Linked DNA regions of Mus musculus: regions 2, 3, 4 and 5 are each linked to region 1. A link is a contact called in public Hi-C, HiChIP or PLAC-seq and promoter capture Hi-C data. All regions are on one chromosome and are shown on one strand. Each heading gives the region's core, a stretch centred on a gene start, on an enhancer-like site or on the middle of the called end of the contact. The rest is flanking DNA. Distances are from core to core; before and after follow the strand shown.

Evidence for each region. Promoter capture Hi-C pulls out the DNA fragments that hold promoters and counts their contacts. A called contact is a pair of places that touch in the nucleus more often than the background predicts. HiChIP or PLAC-seq counts read pairs in DNA pulled down with a chosen protein or histone mark. Capture Hi-C pulls out chosen DNA fragments and counts their contacts.
Region 2: a promoter capture Hi-C map of adipose tissue shows a contact between it and region 1, with 2.5 times the contacts expected there. The contact joins the promoter of Ercc2 here to the promoter of Arhgap35 in region 1. A contact is called at or near these places in 1 of 115 datasets of contacts at active chromatin or transcription factors (fetal liver) and 2 of 9 other capture datasets (adipose tissue and liver).
Region 3: a contact with region 1 is called in a promoter capture Hi-C map of embryonic stem cells, with 4 times the contacts expected there. The contact joins the promoter of Opa3 here to the promoter of Arhgap35 in region 1. A contact is called at or near these places in 1 of 39 promoter capture datasets (embryonic stem cells) and 1 of 115 datasets of contacts at active chromatin or transcription factors (embryonic forebrain).
Region 4: a contact with region 1 is called in an H3K27ac HiChIP or PLAC-seq map of embryonic stem cells, with 4 times the contacts expected there. The contact joins the promoter of Gipr here to the promoter of Arhgap35 in region 1. A contact is called at or near these places in 1 of 39 promoter capture datasets (embryonic stem cells) and 2 of 115 datasets of contacts at active chromatin or transcription factors (embryonic forebrain and embryonic stem cells).
Region 5: a Hi-C map of B cells shows a contact between it and region 1, with 6 read pairs. The contact joins the promoter of Dmwd here to the promoter of Arhgap35 in region 1. A contact is called at or near these places in 1 of 39 promoter capture datasets (liver), 1 of 484 Hi-C or Micro-C datasets (B cells) and 2 of 9 other capture datasets (adipose tissue and liver).

What each region holds. Positions count from the first base shown.
Region 1 is chr7:16,613,603-16,616,376 of GRCm38.p6, reverse strand. Arhgap35 (Rho GTPase activating protein 35) reads left to right here and starts at 1,384. Exons shown (of 7, transcript NM_172739.4): 1 at 1,384-1,905. It overlaps Gm29443 (predicted gene 29443), which reads right to left and starts at 2,553. Exons shown (of 3, transcript NR_136928.1): 1 at 2,425-2,553.
Region 2 is chr7:19,380,693-19,383,466 of GRCm38.p6, reverse strand. It overlaps Ercc2 (excision repair cross-complementing rodent repair deficiency, complementation group 2), which reads right to left and starts at 1,450. Exons shown (of 23, transcript NM_007949.5): 1 at 1,408-1,450; 2 at 1,089-1,188. The coding sequence starts at 1,412.
Region 3 is chr7:19,227,052-19,229,825 of GRCm38.p6, reverse strand. Opa3 (optic atrophy 3) reads right to left here and starts at 1,437. Exons shown (of 2, transcript NM_207525.3): 1 at 1,242-1,437. The coding sequence starts at 1,383.
Region 4 is chr7:19,164,761-19,167,534 of GRCm38.p6, reverse strand. Gipr (gastric inhibitory polypeptide receptor) reads left to right here and starts at 1,408. Exons shown (of 14, transcript NM_001080815.1): 1 at 1,408-1,473; 2 at 2,411-2,567. The coding sequence starts at 2,511.
Region 5 is chr7:19,074,746-19,077,519 of GRCm38.p6, reverse strand. It overlaps Dmwd (dystrophia myotonica-containing WD repeat motif), which reads right to left and starts at 1,320. Exons shown (of 5, transcript NM_010058.2): 1 at 819-1,320. The coding sequence starts at 1,250.

The DNA.
Region 1 (2,774 bases), core at 135-2,634:
GGAATATCACCCACAGCATGACCTTTTTGACTTCATGAAGTTCTGGCTGCTGGATTTGGTCGAGCCCATGTAATTTTATTTAGCAATGCTTACTGCGTACTCAATACGTGTAGGTCACTCCTTTACACCCCACCCTCATTTAGAGACACAGTAGTTCCCTCTTAACTCCCCTGTTGCTTTCTGATGTTTCAGTTACCGGTGGCTAGGAGGGTCACATCCACATTTCTCTTATTACAGCGTAATATATATTCATCGTTTTTCTATTGTTGTGGGTAATCCTCTGCTAAGAGTAATCCATCAGCTATTATAGATATTAATGTATAAGGGAGATCGCCCATATTTTACTGGGTTCTAGTAGTTCGAGGATTCCCACCATGAATCGTGGCCATAGGGCCTATTATACCTCATTCGATTCTCCAAGCGACCCTTTGGAGTTCAGTATTGTTATCCCACTTTACAGATGAAAAGCCTGGAAAGAAGTGCAAGGCTGGATCGGAAACACGTGCTTCCTTCAGGCATTCCACACTCTGTGAGGCGCCGGGAAAGCCTGTCTTTCACAATCCATCCTTCCGGAGGGCTCCCAGAGGAATACAGAGTTAGAGGGGAGCCCTCTTACATCACCATTCCCCCTGCAAGCACCCAAAGTGACATGTGGTTTGCTGTCATTTGCCCGATGCTGACTTGGGAGACTAGGGCTGCAATGCAGGGCCTGTCCTTCCTCTGCCCGAGACCAAGCACTGGGAGAAATCACCAGTAACTTGTATCAACGCGCCTGGCCCACAGGTTTTTCTTCAGCGCCCGGGAAAGAGCACGTGCCCCCTGTCCCCGCCCACTCTTTTGGGCTGGCCAACGGCGAGCCTGGGTTGGGCTGTGAAGGACCACGCCCCCTTCCCTCGCCCAATTGGTTCACTCGCTGGGTACGCTCCCTCCTTCACAGCCCCGCCTCGCCACCCCACGTTACGTCTGTCCCCCCAACCCCCTCCGTTATCCCGAAGCTGCGGCTCCAGGAGGCGAACCCACCTCCCTCTGCCTTCCATTGGTTAGTGAGGTCCCGCGCGAGCGGGATGGAGCCCTAAGTCCCCGCCCTCACGAGCCGGGCCAAGCCTCTCAGAGATGGCTTTCTCTTGGAGCCGGCGCGGTGTGGGGAGGGGCGGCGGGTACTGCAGCCTGGAACGCGCGACGCCGTGCGCGCCCCCCTTGCGGGCTCCTCCCTCCCTTCGGTGGCTTCGCAGGCTGCAGCCGTCTCTGCGCACGCGCACTCAGCCCACCCCGCGCCCTCCTGTGCCAGTTCGCGGGTGTCCGTCCTCGCGCTGTGTAAATCTGGCGCCGCAGCCGCTGAGGTAGCGGCGTTTTCCTCAGGCGCGCACGCGCACTCGCGCCCTCGGTGTCCGCGCGTGCCTGTCCTCCCGGCCTACGGTCCTCGCGGTGCGCTCGGCCCACAGGGCCGTTATCCACTTCCCAACCCCAGCCCCAGCATCTCTCGCCCCTCAGAAACGCACGCGCACTTGCGAGAGGGTCTCCAGTACGCGCACGGCCGCGGCGGCCGCAGGAAGGAGGCGACAACGCCGCTGCCGCCGCCGCCGCCGCCGCCGCCATTGCGCGGGAGGGAGGGAACGAGCGAGCGAGCGAGGCTGGTCCGCCCTCCCCCTGGTTCCCGCCCCTCCCCCCTTCCCCTCCCCGCCCCCCGCCCCGAGGGAGAGCCGCGGCGCGGCGGGAGGAGGAGGTGGAGGAGGCGGAGGAGGGAGCCCGCGAGGGAGGGTCCGCCCGGCCCCCCGCCGCCGGAGCCGCCACCGCCGCCTCAGCCGCCTCAGGAACGAGTCGCTAGGGGAACATGGCGCCGGGCCCGCCGTCGCTGCGGCTGGGATCGCGGAGGCCGGGGCCGCGCTGAGTGCGCCCCCGAGACTGGTAAGTGTCTCGTAGCTGGCGGAGGGGAATGTGGGGACGGGCGAGGCGCCGGGCGCCGCCCCGCTGCGGGATCCAAGGGTGGGGGGAAAGGCGGGGACCGCGGGGCCCGGAGCCCGCGAACAATGGAGGAGCCGGAGGGGGAGGGGTGGGAGCGCCCCCCCCAGCGCCCCGCGGTCCCCGCGTCCCGGCCGCTGCATGCCCGGGCCCGGCCCGCGCGGCCCGCCTTGCCCTTCCTATTCGCTAGTGTCCCCGCAGCCCTGCAATCCCGGCGTCTGCCTCCACACACGCCCCACCAAACCCGGTGAAGGATCTCGGTGTCTCTCAGCCTCCACTCGAGATACCCGACTCCCAATTCTGAGCCGTCTTCTTTCCCACTTCCTCCCCCACCCCGACCCCCAGTCATACCTACTTCGCCACCTCCTGGAGTCGGCTGTGCTCCTGGGACAGTCTACCTCCTCATTGACCCCTCAGTATCCCCTCTGACGCTCACTTTGAATATCCGTGGCCCTTCTACCTTACCTGTTTTCTGCTAGCATCACTTTTGGGAGGAAATCCCCATTCTCCTTCTTTGGCCTATTTACTGTTATTATCCCTGCGGTAGAACATCTTGCATCCCCAGGAGCTGTCCCTTTAGGACCTGCGGTTCCACCTCCGTGGAGATCCGTATTGGTCTGTTGATACAGGCACTGCTCTACTGCCCTCCCGGTCTTGGCTTTGGACATAATTCCTCCTTGTATTTGGGCCCAACTGCCCCATATTTTGCCGGGTCGCAACACTGAACCTTCTGCACCTCCTAGGATGTCCCTAAGCTCCTTCTCCTACGGTTCTCAGATTCTGATGCGCCTTGCTCGCTTCCTTCCCTTCTCAGT
Region 2 (2,774 bases), core at 201-2,700, 2.8 Mb before region 1:
AGCAATATGGCTTAGCGGGTAAAGGTGCTTGTGGCCAAGCCTGATCACCCGAGTTCAATCCCCAAGACATACACGGAAGGAAAGAACCAACTCTACCCTCACGTGCACACTGTAGCATGTATACACACATTGGAAATAAGTATACCTAAAAGAAAACTTTTTTTAAAAAGTTTGTGTTCAGGGCTGTTGAAATAGCTCAGCAGGTAAAGGCGATTGCTATCAAACCTAACAGCCTGAATTTGATCCCTAGAACCCACATAAAATGATAAGAAATCTGGGTGGTGTTGGCCTATGCCTTTAATCACAGCACTCAGGAGGCAGAGGCAGGTGGATCTTTTGGGACTTTGAGGCCTGCCTGGTCTATGAAACAAGTTCCAGGACAGCAAAAATCACACAGAGAAACCCTGTCTCAGAAAACACAACGAGGGACTGGAGAGATGGCTGAGCAGTTAAGAGCACTGGCTGCTTGCTCTTCCAGAGGTCCTGAGTTCAAATCCCAGCAACCACATGAAGGCTCACAACCATCTGTACAGCTACAGTGTACTCACATACATAAAACAAATAAATCTACAACAAAACAAAACCGAAATAGAAGTGGAAGGAAAAACCCAACTCCACAAAGTTGTCCTCTGACCTCCACATACGGAACCCCTTCTTCCCTCCACTATTGTCACTACCAGGAATACCTCCAGAGTTTTCCTATACATAGCCCTAGCTAGCCCGAAACTCACTATGAAACCCAGACTGTACTTCAAACTCGAGCAATCTGTCCTCAGCCACCCTGTCTCTAGAATTACAGGCATAATTGTAATTACTATCAGTCAGTTTATGCGGTGCCAGGATGGAACCCAGAGTTTCACCCCTGCTAGCTAGGCTAGCACCCTACCAACTGAGCGACATTCCTCGCCTTGTTATTTACAATTGTTGTTAGTACACGGTCTCGCTGTGTAGCCCCGGCTGGCCTCCAAAATCGCAGCGATGCTCCTGCCTGGGTCTTCCGGGTGCTGGGATAGCAAGGCCCGGGCCCCGACCAGGACGTTTGCCTGCCAGAGGCATCAGAATGCAAGGAGGGCAGCCTCGCCACCCACCTTGGCGTCCAGCGTGCGCTTGAGCTCCAGCATGTAGGAGAACTGCTCCGGGTAGATGTAGTCGTACGGGAAGTAGACCAGCAGCCCGTCCACGTTGAGCCTGGCGGCGGTGAGGCGTCGGTGCCCGGTGCTCTCGAGCCGCCTCGGCCTCCGCTCCGCCCGCCCGCCCGCCCTCGTGGCGTCTCGCCGCCAGGGACCCCGAAGCCACCCGGACCGGTCTCCGCAGCCTCTCCACGCCGCGCCCCAGCCCCGGCGACGCCCACCCGCCGCCCCATTGCCCACCGCAGAGCCGCCCGCTCTTTCAGAGACCCCATCTCACTTCATGGCGGCTGATCGCGGCGTCCACACGCCCGCTCCTGAATATTCAACGAGGGGGCGTGACCCAGAGACACACCTTCCTCGGGACGCCATTGGCCGAGTCCTCCCGTCACTCTGCCAATCGGAAAATTGGCGCGTGCGCATGGCGGTGAGAGGGCGGACTTCGGAGAGAAGTGGTGCCCGAGGCATCGCTGAGGATCGCCGAGGACTTCGAGCAGAACACAGAAAGAAGAGAGTCGAGAGAATCGATAGAGTTCATTGCTGCTTCGCTCCTCCAGGTTCTGTTCTGGTTGTCCAAGTCGTGAAAATAGTGTTTAAGAGAGAATAACAGAGAAATTGGAGACCGTCTTGATTTTTTTGTTTTTCGGGTGTTTTTTTTTGTTTTTTTGTTTGTTTTTTCGAGACAAGGTTTCTCTGTGTAGCCCTGGCTGTCCTGGAACTCACTCTGTAGTACAGGCTGGCCTCGAACTCAGAAATCCACCTGCCTCTGCTTCCCACCACTGCCCTGCCTAGCACGTGTTTTTAAGCATTTATTAATATGGGTTGGAAAGATGGCTCAGACGTTAAAGCATAGGTCACAAACAAACAAAACTTCATTAATTAAGGGCCTGGAGGAATCACTCAGTAGTTAAAAGCACTTTCTGATTTTGAAGAGGAGCAGGGTTCCCAGCCGCCCCACTCTCCACTCCCACCCCCCAAATCAGGCAGCTTATGATCGATCACCTTTAGGGCTAGCTCCATGGAATCCAATACCTCTGGCCTGTGGAAGGAAGAGGAAACCTGCAGAATTTGGTTCAGTCCTTTCCTTCCACTATGTGTGGGAATCGAACTCAGGTCAAAAGGCCTGTACCTCATGAGCCATCTCATGAGGTACAGGCCTCAGTAGACAGTCGTACTATGTAACCCAAGCTGGTCCGGAGCTCACTCTATAGCCTGGGTGGCTGGCCCCAGCTTGTGGCTAACCCACCTGAGGGCTGGACAATGCTGTCAGTTATTTCATATCTCTGGATTCTTGCTCAAATATCACCTTTTAGTCCTTCCTCCCTTCATTTCATCCTTTCTTTTCTTTCTTTTTTTTTTTAAGATTTATTTGTTATATATAAGTACATTGTAGCTGTTTTCAGATATACCAGAAGGGGGTATCCAATCTCATTACTGATGGTTGTGAGCCACCATGTGGTTGCTGGGATTTGAATTCAGGACCTTTGGAAGAGCAGTCAGTGCTCTTAATCACTGAGCTCCAGTCCCTTTTCTTTTTGAGAGAGTCTTTCTACTTAGTTCTGACACTGTCCTAGATCTCACACTATAAACAAGGTTGGCCTTGAACTCACAGAGACCTGCCTGCCTCTGCCTCCGGAGTGAGTGCTG
Region 3 (2,774 bases), core at 188-2,687, 2.6 Mb before region 1:
GCTTCAAAATCCCAAAATTTCCACTGCAAGACCTTTGGCCCAGGCAGAAGCTCCACCAAAACCCAAAATGACCAAGAATCTTATTAAACACACATGTGGAGGAGAAAAGTCAAGGGTCCCCTTAGTGCCTATGTTCCACCCTTGGAGCCAACAATGTCCCTCAGTGGTCTGGTGAGATTCTCCTCACCCTTCAGTCTCAGTTGGAATATTCCCTCTACCCGGAAGTGCTCTTTGTACTCTATGTCAGGTCAGGTACCTAGTGGGCTCTGCCATCCCATCTAGATTGTCACTGTATGAGTCTTGGTTCGACAGACTGGTACTGGCGTAGATAGACCCTGTTGTTTTATAAGCAGGGTCAGCTCAAAACAAACACTCATCATATCATTTATAAGCTACATGGGGCGTTGGACAAACATGAACGGTAGTTCTCGGTAAATTACAAAGACTTCCCCCTCGTCTCTGCTTTACAGAGATCAGTCTTTTCTAGGAGCACACATCTGGTGCGTTTGCGAAGCAAGTGAGGTCTTTGCTCAGGAGACTCCCTTGGCTCACCCGGCTGCTCTAAACTCGAGTCTGCCTACAGTTCCTGACATAATGCGGACATATTAGGACCGTATCTTTCCCAGTGTCGGGCTAAGAAGCCTGCACGGTGCGGCTACCGAACGAAAAGGATCGGTGTGAGGAAACTCATAAATAAACGGAAGGACGCCCATTCTGGGTTCATCCTTTTGCCAGGTCGCAAGATTCCAACACTATCACGACCCTAACTCAGTGTAAAACTAACGCACAAGCTCTGTGCTCTAAACCCAGGGTGATACGCAAATCACCCACAGGGCCGAAGGGAAACTGAGGGACAAACTGGGGTTTCTGTAGTCAAGTGTCTCTCTTAAGGATGGCTCCGAAGCGGATCGCTAAGGGGACTTCTTCTCGGTCCCGCCCCTAACTTCTGACAATAAGCTCCACCCTGGTGTTTCTCACACCTCATCCTATTGGCTGGTGTAGACGTCAACCGCCAGAAGCCCTCTTCTCTATTGGCTTGCATTCCAAACTCGCGCGGTGACGCCCCTGACTGCTCTCCCTTCTTCCCTATTGGGTCAGTGACACGCCCCTCTAGCAGAAGCCATCCTCATTGGCTATAGCGTTTTGCCGGTTCGCGCCGGGATTGGTCAAGCACAGACGCCGTTCCCCTGAACTAGAAAGATCGGGAATGGAAGGGCTAGAGGCCTTGGGGTGAGACTCACGCTGGGCTGGCGGTAGGCAGATGTAGGTCTTGAAGAACTCGCTGCGGCGGGCAGCATCCTTGATACGGTTGGCCAGCGGCTTGCTAACCTGCCGGATGCCCAAGTAGAACAGCTTCGCCATGGGGAACGCGCCCACCACCATCTCGGCGGCCGCCCTGGGGCACGCGCAACCTTGCTGACTGGGCGGGGCGCCGCCGACCTCGCCGTTCCTCCCCCACCCGCCCGTGGGCCGTGCGTGCTTGCGTAAGGAAGGACTTGCCTACGTGCCTACGTAGGAGCGTGCGTTTGCACGCTCGCGGCGGAGGTGGTGGGGAGGGTGTTTGTCTGCTGGGGGGGGGGCGGGCGCTCGTGACGTCGCCGCGTCGACGCCTCGACGTCCGTACGTTGGGTATGCAAATGTGCGGCGGAAGTGAAGCGTCAGAGGGCGGTGCCGTTAAACGGCCGCTCGTGGGAGCGTGGCCGGAGCCCTAGTCCCGACGTACTGACGTCACCGCGTCTTGCGTGATGTCACGTACTGAGTCGATTTCCCTGCCCATAGGAGGCGCCTGGTGAGTCCCAATTAAGTCTAAAGAGTCGGGGTGCGCCTTCCCGGCGGTTAGTGCCCTCGCCGGGGAGGGGAGCGAGTCAGCGCGTAGTCATACAGACCTGCCGCTTTACTCACTCTCTGAAGTTGGAGGAGTGACTCAACCCTTCAGGAAATCGGTTCGTTCTTTTTTTGTTGTTGTTTTTTTTCCCCTAATTGTTTTTAAAAGCCGGTCTCGTGTAACCCAGCCTGGCTCCGAACTCAATGTGTAGCCTACGCTGTCCTTGGAACTCCTGATCCTCCTGTGTCTGTGCCGCAGTGCGGTGCTGGGATCACAGCCCTGCGCTACACGGCCCAGCATTGATGTCAGCATCCCCGTGAGCAAAATGTCACACATAACAGTACCTGTCTTGTGTTTTCTGTGTTGTGAGGCTTGTGTCTCTGAACCCCAAGGCATTTCCCATCTTAGGAGGGGGGCTCCACCACTGAGCAAAAGACTCCAGCTCCTCCCAGGGGGGAGGGGGTTAGGCGGTGACTCTATCGCTGCGCCATGCTCACTGAGTGGCTCTACTAGTCAGCTTTGTGTGTGAATCCTGAATGTAAAACACAGGAAGTAACTACATGTAGAGCATGTCCCGCAAAGCCCAAATGTGCACTACAGCTAATCCATCCTTTTCCCAAGTAACCGAGTGAAAGACTGAGGGTCCCATAAGAACGGGGTGACACGGGGCTTCTCAGCCACCACATTGCCTAATATCACTGGTTCTCAAGCAGCCTGACTTCCTCCTTTGGAGGGTAAGGGTCCCCAGGGAGCTGGCTCAGGAAGGAACTTTAAGGACATGTCCCAGACTGTCCTCCCTTACCCAGCAGGGAGCAAAATCATATAAACAAAGTCAAGACTTAGTTGAGAGAAATTCCTGGATGGTGGCGTGAGGATGGGTAGTTGGGGACGGGAAGGGACCGGAAGGCAAAGGAGCAGAGGGGTCGTGGCTATCAAGAGAAAAAACTGG
Region 4 (2,774 bases), core at 159-2,658, 2.6 Mb before region 1:
CACAGACCAGTTGCGGCTATCGAGTGATTGATAGTGCTGCTGCCAAATGTGGAGCCAGATGTGGTCATTGCATGAGCCTGTGCCATTGAAATCTGAATCTCAGTACTTGAAAAGCTGAGGCAGGAGATCCAAGGTTGGAGATCACCTCGGTTATAGAATGAGACTCTGTTTTCTTAAAACACACACACACACACACACACACACACACCAAAACCACAAACGAAACAGGACTGGAGAAATGGCAGTTAAGAACACTTCAGGAGGATCCAGAATTCAGTTCTCAGCACCCATGGGGAGACTCACAACCATGGGTAACTCCAGTTCTAGGGGATCCAGTGCCCTCTACTGGCCTCCTCAGGCACTGCATGAATATGGTACACATGCCTCCATGCATGCACATAAAATTAAAACAAAGAAAGACAAATCAGGGATTGGAGCAATGGTTCACTTGGTAAAGTCCTTGTTATGCATGCAGCAAGATAAATTAAGCTGGGTAGTGTATGCTTGTAATCCCAGTACCAGGGAGTCGGAGGCAGGCAGATCTCTGCATTCAAGGGCAGCCAGGTTTATGTAATGAGTTCAAGGACAGCCAGGGCTACACAGAGAAATCTTGTCTTGAAAGACCAAATCAAAGGAAGTAGACAACACTTAAGAATCACATCAGAGGGGCTGGAGAGATGGCTCAGTGGGTAAGAGCATCCGACTGCCCTTTCGAAGGTCCGAAGTTCAAATCCCAGCAACCACATGGTGGCTCACAACCATCCGTAACAAGATCTGACTCCCTCTTCTGGAGTGTCTGAAGACAGCTACAGTGTACTTACATATAATAATAAAAAAAATTTTAAAAAAAGAATCACATCAGAGGTTGTCCTCTGGTCCTTCACGCATACACATGTACACGTACACACATATACAATGACATACATATACACCAAACAATGACAACAGAAAGGCAGTGGTAATTAAGATTATAGGCTGTGTTTACACATATGTGAAGTGTCCACGTCCCAGGGCACACAGCCGCTTGTCCCTGCAAGTGATTGGGAAGCTGTGGGTGAAAGACTGGCTCTCTCAGCATAGTCCTAGTTGTAGAGCTATGAATGAACTTGTTACTCACGGAGTCTCACTCTGTGAGTCTCTGTCGCTCTCCTGCTCAGCATTTGGGATCCTGTGTGAGGCAGCGTGAGAGGCTGTGTAAGTGGCTGGCTGGCATAGTGTGTTCTGTGGCCTGGGGGAGGGGGGAACCATAACTGTGTGACTGTTCCCTCTACGTGACACAATGGCTGTGATAAACGTGCCTGCTCCACGGTTCCCACTCTTCCCCAGAGCTCCCCCTCCTGTTCTCTGGTCCGCCCTGGCCCCGCCCCCTCCCAACACCCCAGGCTGCCAGCGCCTGTCACCTCTTCCAGAGCTCTCTGGCAGGCGAGGCAGGGCAGCTGTGTCAGTGGAGATTGCGAACAGGACTCCGTGCAGGTAAGGGGTCTCCATCAAGCCCTTGCCCTGGGCCCATCTCTCCCTTGACTGTCCCCCTATCTCAATCTTTGTCTCTTTCTGCCTCTCTGACCTGTCATCTCTTCACCTCTTTTAATCTCTAAATGGGCTTTTTCTACTCTTTCCCCTTCTCTGTCTCTTCCCTAGTCACTTCCTCTGTCTCTGAGCCACAGTTTTGTCTTTATCTCCTTTTTTGCCCTTTAGGCTCTGATCTCTCGCTTGTGTCTCATTGTCCCCAAGTCTTTCTGTTCTTATACCTTATAACTGAGTCCGTGATTTTTTGTTTGTTTGTTTTGGTTTTTTGGTTTTTGGTGTTTTTGTTTGTTTGTTTGTCTTATATTTTTTCTTTTCTGTAGCTCTGAGATTCCCTTTTGAAACTCTGCATTCACATTGTCTGGGCGGGGGTGATAGTTGGGTTAGAAGGATTTTCAGAGCATCTAACGTCCAAAAGTCAGAAACCCAGGGTCTAATATCTCTCTGTTCCCTAAATATTTAGATGCTGGGAGAGCGCTGTCCCTCTGACTTCTTGAAGCCAGGGAAGTTTTAGAAGATTGGGCTTTTATCTTCTATATAAATTGATGCGAACTCAAATGATCGGTTCAAATTCCCTTCAGGGCTTGACTGACAGTTTCTAGTCTCTCCTCTCTAAGGAGGTCTCAGGTTCCCAAGAGTCCCTCCGGTCTAGCCTCTCGGTGACACTGACGCTTCTGCCTGTCACAGCTCTAGGGCAACAGGCCCCTCAGCAAACACCCCTCCCTTCCACCTTGGCTGCCTCAGCAACACTTAGGAGGACCTGGGAATCGCTTAGCTGATCCCAGCCTCACTTATCTACTGGAGGCCGCGCCTAGTCCTGCTCCGCCCCAAATCCTCACGTGCGGAAATGGGGGGCGTGGCCTCAGACGCCATGTGCTTCTGGCAGGTGAGCACTGACTTGGACTGAAGCCCAAGAGTTGGTTCTGCCTTGGGACCCTCCAGCCCAACTGCCTCCGAGTGGCCAGAGTTTCCATCACCTTTCAAGGATGCCCCTGCGGTTGCTGCTTCTGCTGCTGTGGTTGTGGGGACTCCAGTGGGCGGAGGTGAGGACCTCGAGAGATAATAGGCGCTCTGGGGTGGTTTTAAGCCTTTCCCTACATTAGGGAGAGTTTTAAGGCTGCTCGCCCCCCTCCCTGTATAAACTGGTAGTTTCTCTTCACACAGTTTCCCTCACAAGTCCTCCAGGTGGGGACAAGCTACCCCTTCCTTTGGGCGATTTTCTAGGCACCCCAATTCCATCTAAGAGGTTT
Region 5 (2,774 bases), core at 71-2,570, 2.5 Mb before region 1:
ACACAGGGTCTCTCAGTGAACCCGGAGCTCACCAGTTCAACTAGACTGGCTGCCATGAGGCCAGAGGATCCTCCTACCTCGGCAGCCTTGACATGGGATCCTGGGATCCATCGCCAAAGCCTCATTTCCTTCAGCCTGGAGCCCCTAAACTCCAGGACATCTGCTGTGGTTCAGCCAGCCATCAGTCACTACAGTCCCTCATTATCACCACTGGATTCTCCGGATCCCCATCTCTCTGTCTCCCCCACTTCCTCACGTCACCCCTCTTCTAGGATTGCTTTACAGATATCTGTCACACCTGGGGATGTCCCCTGCCAGGAACCCCCATCAATTCAGAGCTCCCATCATTTTGCCAAACCCCCTTCATTTCTTCCAAAGCCATTAGACACCATATTCTTTAGGAGCTCCTTCACCTGTTGCTTTGCTCGTCGACCCCTAAGCCACACCTCGGCTCCTTACAAATCCCGTCAGCCCTGGGTATGGCAAGTCTTAAGACTCCCTCCAACAGGCCCAGAAGGCAGGATGCATTTCTCCGTTCTCCATCCCCTGGGCCTGTATCCTCTTAGGATTCCCCAAAGCCCACAGAATATCTGTCACCTCCGTGACCCCCCTCCCCCATTTCCTCCCAGAAGCGCCATCACGTCCTGAACACTCACCACCGGAGAGAACCTCCCCACGCAAAGATTCCCCTGCAACCTCTCAGGACTCCATTAGCTCCAGGATCCAGGCTCCCCTGGGATGCCCAACCTCGGGGCCTTCTGTCACTCTGGGACCCCAGCGCTCTCGGCACCGGAGTCCCCAGCAAGCAGAGCACTCACCCGCTGGCTCCCGCTGCGGCAGCAGCCGGGGTAGAAATAAAGCTCCCGGCCCAGGTTGAAGCAGACGCGGTCTCCTCCCGCGCCCAGTCCGGAGGGCGTGGAGGGCGGCTCCCCAGCGCCATCCGGGTCGCCTAGGCGCACCAGGCTGAGGCGGACGGCGGGCAGCGCGGGCCCGGGCCCGGGGCCGGCGGGCGGCGGGGACGACGCGGGACCCGCGGCGCCGGGCCCGGAGGCTGCGGCGGGCCCGGGCGGGGGCTGAGTGGGCTGAGGCGGCGCCGGGGTCTGAGCGGAGGTCGGGCCCGACCTGCGCGTCGCGTCGCCGGGGAGCAGCTTGTAGAAGCCCTCGCGGGTGCGAAACTGCGACTTGATCTCCGCGCAGTCGCCCATGGCGGCGCTGGGGCCCGGGCCGCCCTCCGCGCCGCCCGCCGCCATCTTGGCCGCCCCCCGGGCCGCACCGCAGCCCGACCGCCCACCGCCAGACCCCCCAGCCGGAAGTTGAGGGGCTAGCACCGGAAGGGGTAGGGTCGTCGTCCGGGTGACGCCTCTACGATTGGCACCCAGAGCCGGAGGCGGGAGAAGCCGAGACAGTTGCTGAGGTAACGGTTCTGGGGCTGTGGGCGGAGGCAATATGTGGGTGTGGTCAACGCGACAGACCCTCGCGTTTGGTTGGCTACGAGGTGTGACTGTTGGGAACGCCCCTAGACCCTAACAACAGCGCCCTGGGAACCGTTTGCCCAGCAACGGAGAAGCCTCAAAGCCTATTCAGAAGCCTCGTGTTGTTACAGCTGACTCCGGGCGATTCTTGGTTTTGTTTTTTAAATAATAAAAAAAAAATGCATTTATTTTTGCGTGTATTTGTGCGTGAACGAGCATGTAGAGGTCAGAGGGAGCCAAGTGCCTTCCTCCATGTGGATCCTAAAGATGGAGCTTAGGTCTTCAAGCTACCTACCTGGCAGCAAGTGCCATTACCCGCCGATCCATCTCACTGACCTTTGGTCTCATACTTGTAGCCCAGGCAGTTTTCAAACTTGACCCAACATCTGGAGTCTCAGGCCTGAGACACCACGCCCAGCTCTTCCCTTCCTCGCTGACCACCTGTGGTCCCCTGCTGCTGTCAGAGTGAAGTGTAGCCATCTGTCGCCTATCTGACCTTGTCTACCTTTTTTGGTTTCGGTTTGGTGATGATGGTTGTTACCTTGTCAATTTGAGGCTACCTAGAATCGCAATGAGGGACAGTCTACTTGGGGTTGGCCTGTAGACCAGTCTGAGGGAGATTGCCTTAATTGATACAGGAAGACTCAGTCCATTGTGGGAGGTGCCATTCCCTAGTCAGGGAGTCCGGAACTGTGTAAGAGTGGAGACCCAGGCTGAGCACAAGAAAACAAGCACACATGCCCTTCTTCCTGCTCTATTCTGGAGACAGCCCTGCCTTGACTTCCCTGCTATGATGTACTGAGACCTGGAATTGCAAGCTGAAATAGCCCTTTCTCCCCTAAGCGGCCTTTTGTCAAGGTATTTTATGTTTTATCACATTGACAGAAGAAGATTGTGTTCTGTTTTGCTCCCCCCGCCCCCCTTGTGAGACAAGGTCTCTAGTTCAGGCTGACCTCCATCTTACCTTGTAGCTGAAAACAAACAAACAAAACAACAACAAAAATACCACAAACTCCAGATCTTCCTGACTCTATGTCTTCCAGGTTGGTACTACACCATGTGCATTGACGGGCTTGAACCCAGGATTTTGTGCATTGCTAGGCCAGCACGTGGCCAACTGGCCGTAAACTGCCATGTCCCATGGAGGTGCTTGGGAATCAGTCCCTGGTCTTTTGGAAGAGCAAACAGTGCTCTGAACACCGAGCCATCACACCAGCCCCCCGCCCCCGCAAATAAAATGTAAAAATAAAAAACAAATGGGTGGAATGACTTAACTTCAGTTCCCAACACCCACATCTGGAT